Regions from separate parts of the Triticum aestivum genome. Here region 2 is linked to region 1. The links are chromatin contacts, called in public Hi-C maps. All regions are on one chromosome and are shown on one strand. The core of a region is the stretch at or near the end of the contact, and the rest is flanking DNA. Distances in the headings are between cores, read along the strand shown. Region 1 has its middle 91 kb from the start of LOC123138946. Region 2 has its middle 39 kb from the start of LOC123134779.

Region 1 (2,976 bases), core at 134-2,633:
TGAAAATATCTGGTTTGGTTGGTTCTGGTTCGGACACTCCAGTAACATCCAAACCGTCAAACCTCGGCATATATTTGATAAATTCGTTTTGGCTCAGGCACTTCATTGAGAATATATGGTAAATTTTCCCTCAAATTTAGGGGAAGGAGAGCGTGCTGGGCTACGGGGTAGGGTTAGGTCTTCTCTCCTTTTTTGGTGTTTTGTTTGAACACTAGTTGACTTTTCGGCCTTGGATGAAAATTTTGGCGGGAGCAAAAGAAATTTAGGAGGCATTGGTGGGAGCGCGAAATATTCCCGTGGGATAGCATTGTTTCGCCTATTGTGCTTTTGGGTCCGAGCAGGAGAGAATATTTTTGGCGGGAAGATTATGGCAGGAATTTCAGGCCTTGGCGGGAGGGGAATATTTCTAGGGAGGCATGGCGAGAATACAATGGAATATTCCGGTGGAATGGAATTTTCCACCTATTGTGCTTTTGGGCCTGAGTGGGGCCAAATATTTCGGCGGGAAGTTCCGACGAGATGGGTAATATTTGGGGCTTGAGCTCCAAGACGAATCTCTCATAACACTACAATATACGTTCTCAGTTAAAAAAATCTAATATGCATGTTTAACCAAGTTTGTAGAAGAAATTATCGACATCTACAATTAATACCAAATAAATAAAATACAGAATATATTATGGATCTAATGGTACTAATTTCTATCGTAAATGTTCGTTTTTGTTTTTCTATAAACTTGACCGAATGTAAACATGTTTAACTTGCAAAAAAACACACGCTACATTTTGAAGCGGAGAGAGTACCCATCAGTACTACGGCTCAATGTATTTGCATCTCAACTTGGCAGTTTGGCGGGATGAAAAAGAAACACAACAGAGGTCGACGTTCAGAGCCTTACCATAACAGTGATCGATCGCAGCGAGAAAATTTAATCTCGTTGTAGCTCAGCAGTAATATCAGAGCGGGCCTTGCTCAGCGCGTGAAGGGAGCATTTGGCATATTTAAACCGAGCAAATCTCGACATAGATCCAGTATTCAGATGGTCTTACACGCCGCTGATTAACAATTAGCGACTCGTAAACGCGGGGATTACCCTTAGTTGCTAAGCTGGGAGTAGTGCCAGGATAAGGATACCACCACCCACGTTAGTGTGCACTATCTTCTTGAGAATAGTAGTACTAGTTCGATCAATCACTTCTTCATTACTTGTTTTGCACGGCTACTGAGGCATTCATCAGAAGAAAAATGCGGTAATTAACAGTTGTCATGTGGTCATCCTGGCGATGTGACACACGTTTGGTCTTCGAAGCTACTGGCTGTATATTTGGTTTCTGCCTTGCTCGGTACTGTCTACGGCGTCAACGGTGACGCTCGTTGTCAGGGCGGGAGAGTACCGTTCCACCACGGCTCCGGCCGTCGTCCTCGCCGGAGACGGCCGTCCCCATCAGCAACGTGCCCGCAACATTTTGTGGCTTCTGTTTCTGATCGACACGTACATGCGTTGAGCCTCACTACGCATTCCGACGTGTTTGGGTCGCCTGTTTAATTCTACTCCGCCGCCGCTCCCGTTTGACTCTGTGCGCGAAGTAATTCCGACGTCTTTGACGTTGCGCGCTTGTGCTCATGCCGGGAAAGATCCCACCGGGGCGTCATTCCGCCCGCTGGCCGCGCGAAGCCGGCGTCGGGGTCGCGCACGGCCAGCGGATAGTCGGCACGGTGCGCACGATCCACGTACTCCCTCCGTTCCAAAATTCTTTTTTTAGATTTGTCTAAATACGGATGTATCAAATTATATTTTAGTATTAGATACATCCGTATCTATACTAATCTGAGACAAGAATCTTGAAACGGAGGGAGTACTTTTCTTGTCAGATTTCGCCCGTTTTCGTCGCACGAGCGAGCAACCGCATTGGAGTGCATGCTGCGGTGTTGCGCGACCCGTGGTTACTTCGGATAAAGATCGCGCCGCGGGGAGCCGTTCTTCTACGGAACCGTGGCGAACCACGTACTACCTCCGTCTCGGTGAATAAGTCATTCGCGTAGTTCTAAGTTGACGATTCAACTATCTAAATATGTATTATATGTGATAAAAAATATATATGTAGAAACTACATCCTTATATAAATCTAGTGATATACTTTTCATAACATACAACACATATTTAATTGCTTAAATCGATGACCTAAAACTACGCAAATGACTTATTCACCTAGACGGAGGTAGTACTACAAAGCAGCGCGTGTAAAGCTTTACACCGAGCAATCCAACACTCCCAAACACCTGACCAACTAACCACAAATGAGTGCTCCTGGTGTCCCATCATTGCTTCGTTTTTTGGGTGCAGATGACGTGATGTCGACTAACAACAACCCCGGCAAAAACGTCCATTCTCTTTCATCCCCTCCAAGAAGCTAGGGTATGAGCTAGAGATTGAGTTGGTGCGTCGGTTAGATAGATCTTTGTGTGGTGTGGACCCTGGAGCACCTTTGCTGCAAAGGGATGCATGAAATTAACCTGAGCCAGCCGACCGTTCGCCGGACAGATCGATGGAGCACCGCACCGAGAGCGCGATCGGGTCACCCGAGAAAGCTTGGACGCGCCAGCAGCACCTCCGCCTACCTGATGCATGCATGCATGCAGCACCTCCGCTCCGCCATGTGTGCGCTGCTAGCTGCAGCGCGGCGACAGAGGGAGCATGCATTTATTTATTTTTTGCCTTGGACTCCACCCCATGTCCCGTGCCAATGTTTGTGCCATGTATGTCGAGCTCGGCCATGCATGGCAAGCAGGTGCGCGCTCCGGTTGACCCTGACAGATAGTACTAGAACGCTTGACATCCGATTTATTGCGCCGAAATACATGGACTTGACAGATAGTAGAACGCTTGATCATGAACGCTTGACGTCCCCGGTAAACTCCTCCACGATCGGGGCTGGCCGACCGACGGCGAAGCCCCCGATGTTCCTAAGCGCGCCG
Region 2 (2,700 bases), core at 45-2,544, 250 kb after region 1:
TGTTTTTCGAGATCTAAATTTGATCACACATTAAATTTTGGGAAGCGCGGACGTACTACGTTATGGAATGAAGGGAGTAGATGAGTAGTAGTTACTGGTACAAATGGACACCTATCTTGTCATATCTTGTTTTTGTCTCTGCGTGCGTTCGTAGCAGCAAAACGATGGAGAAATAGCTACTTTTTTTTAGGGAAAAGAGTTGAATCTTGATGAGATCAATCATACTGACGGACAAGTAGTGCAGTTAGATCAATCTTACAACTGTGTTTCTTGTAAGAAAAGCGTTAATGATGTCAGGCACGCAGGATAAACAAATGTGAAAACGGCCCTTTTCAAGACGAGAGCAAGAAAAATGACTTTTGGGTGGAAAGCAACGTGGCAGAGGCGCAGAGCCTTCGTTAGGCCACTTACACTAGCTAGGCTAGGGCAGATTGGATATGATCCATTAGCCATCCATTTTTCCACACCTATTCCTCCACAAGATCCAACCTAAGCGTGCCGTGCCGACTGCCGGCTAGCTCACATGACACAAACCAAACTTTGGAACTTCCAGATAGAAGCTAGGGCGCATCGACCGGCGAGGCAAGAATCTGGACAACGTATTAGATAAGGCAGGCTAGCTTGCTTTGTGCGAATGATTGGCCAGCCAAGGAAAGAATATCCTCCCACTCCATTCCATGATATGCATGCCGTCATTAACAACACATGCATGCATGCGCTTGGACAAATTAGTGGTTAGGACATGCAAGGCTCTTGTTAACATGACATTGGCCAAGAAACCCTTAGGGCCTGTTTGGTTTGTGACTAACTTTATCAAAGGTGGCCACATCTAAAGTTAGACATGTTTGACTAACTTAGGCGAGTGTTTGGTTCAAGCCATACCTTAGGCAAGCCACACTAGGGTCCCACATGGCAATACACATAAAAAGTATGGCAAGATTTTCTTAGGCTTGCCAACTTGTGGCTCTCATTCTGATGAACTAACCTTAGACAAATTTGATAAAAATATGTGGCAAAATATGACAATGCAAGGCCTAGGACCAAACAGCCCCTTAGTATTTCAGACGACCACGGCAATATGGGTGGTCCATCCCGAGAACACGACAGCTGATCAGAGTAGATGCTTCTGGTAAGAAGATGGCATATATAATTGACGATCGGCCAGCGTTGTCCAGAGCAAGCAACAAGGTACGTAGTAATCCGTTGAGCATGTGCGTGTGTGAGTGTGAACTAGGCGAGAGTTTGTGTTGTGCAAGCATGTGCTAAGCATATTACGCCTGCATGCTACGCGTCTCGCGGCCGGCGTCCTGTCCACGTACGTCCGTCCGCCCGGAGATGGACCGGCCAATCGGACGAGGAGATGGCATATGCTCCGCGATAACGCCACCGTATTCGGTCAACCTAAAATGCTTGAAGTGTGGTGCTTGTTGTATATGTATATATACTTGGCATTGGCGATAGGTTTGGTGTGGGTACATTAGTTTTTGGAGTGAATATGCTTCCATGGTGCTTGCCCGCGCTTTATCGCGAGAGGGACTTTCTCCGAGTGGTCGGTGCCACTAAAAACCGATAAAATATCCTCCGTTGACATACGCTAAGGTCTTGTTCGGCACTGGTTCTTGGAAAATGAAGTTTTGTACTTCCACTTGATTTGACATTCTTTTTTCCTTTGTACCTCCCACTTGATTGGCACTATCCAGTGGCGCATCTCCGAATCTAAAATCACAAGCAACTTCTGAATGTGAAAATATCTACTCCTTATTATAATATAAGAACGTCGTTGACACTAGTTGTGGTTTGTATTGAAATATCTAAAGATACTTATATTTAGAAATGGAGGGAGTATTTATGGTTTTCTTGGCTGTAATTTGGATACTCCTGTAAGATCTAAAATCTCAAACTTTGACATATACTCTCTTGGTCCCTATATATAAATCTATTTAAAGATTCCAATAAGACACTACATACGAAGCAAAATGAGTGAATCTACACTCCAAAATATGTCTATATACATCTATATGTAGTTTGTATTGAAATATCTAAAAATATTTATATTTAGAAACGGAGTGAGTATTTGTTAAATTGTCGACCAGTTTTGGCTCGGGCACTCCATTAAGAAAATATTTGACTATTTTTTAATACTCTTCAGTGGAAACAACGCTTTTCTAGAGAGTTTGCACTAAAATTTCATTTTGCTTGACTTTGTTAGTTGGGCTGAAATGTTGGCTTAATCAGGTTGTGGCCCGGTGTAAACTAGACCAAACTTCGGAAGTTAAATAAGAGACCTCACTAGATTTCTTGAACTCGTTTGCTATCTGCAGGAACAGAAAGCTGCTCATGGCTTGGCAGATTTTGTATCTGCTTTGTGCGAAGGGAAGGTGGTTTCACCGGATTCCTATCCGTGCGGTATTTTGGACCATATTTTTCTATGTACGCATGGTATGAGGGGTGACAACTTTGTCAGGTGGTCTACCCCAGGTTTCCTTAGGGGAAAAAGGACGAAGGATTTCATGGCGTGCAAGGCAAGAAGATCAAGATGTAGGATGAGCGCCAAATACCAAGACCTATGTGTAAAGATGCCCGATCAAGATGAAGGCGATCTCCGCATTCACCCGAAGCCACCTTCAGCGTAGGGTCGTTAAGCGTTTGTTTGCGTCCCAACCGTGGGCTCTTTGGCCAACCTAGGGACGGAGCTGCCTT

What was found. A called contact is a pair of places that touch in the nucleus more often than the background predicts.
Region 2: a contact with region 1 is called in a Hi-C map of leaf, with 2.4 times the contacts expected there. The contact joins two enhancer-like sites. A contact is called at or near these places in 2 of 5 Hi-C or Micro-C datasets (both in leaf).

The regions. Positions count from the first base shown.
Region 1 is chr6B:667,607,343-667,610,318 of IWGSC CS RefSeq v2.1, forward strand. No RefSeq gene overlaps it. Among protein-coding and RNA genes, the nearest start is that of LOC123138946, 91 kb to the left of the region's middle. Within about 2 kb of position 1,384, at least 1 of the 8 cell types and tissues checked has an H3K27ac peak or open chromatin away from gene starts, as enhancers often do. A contact at or near this core is called in leaf, where this site is marked.
Region 2 is chr6B:667,852,922-667,855,621 of IWGSC CS RefSeq v2.1, forward strand. No RefSeq gene overlaps it. Among protein-coding and RNA genes, the nearest start is that of LOC123134779, 39 kb to the right of the region's middle. Within about 2 kb of position 1,295, at least 2 of the 8 cell types and tissues checked have an H3K27ac peak or open chromatin away from gene starts, as enhancers often do. A contact at or near this core is called in leaf, where this site is marked.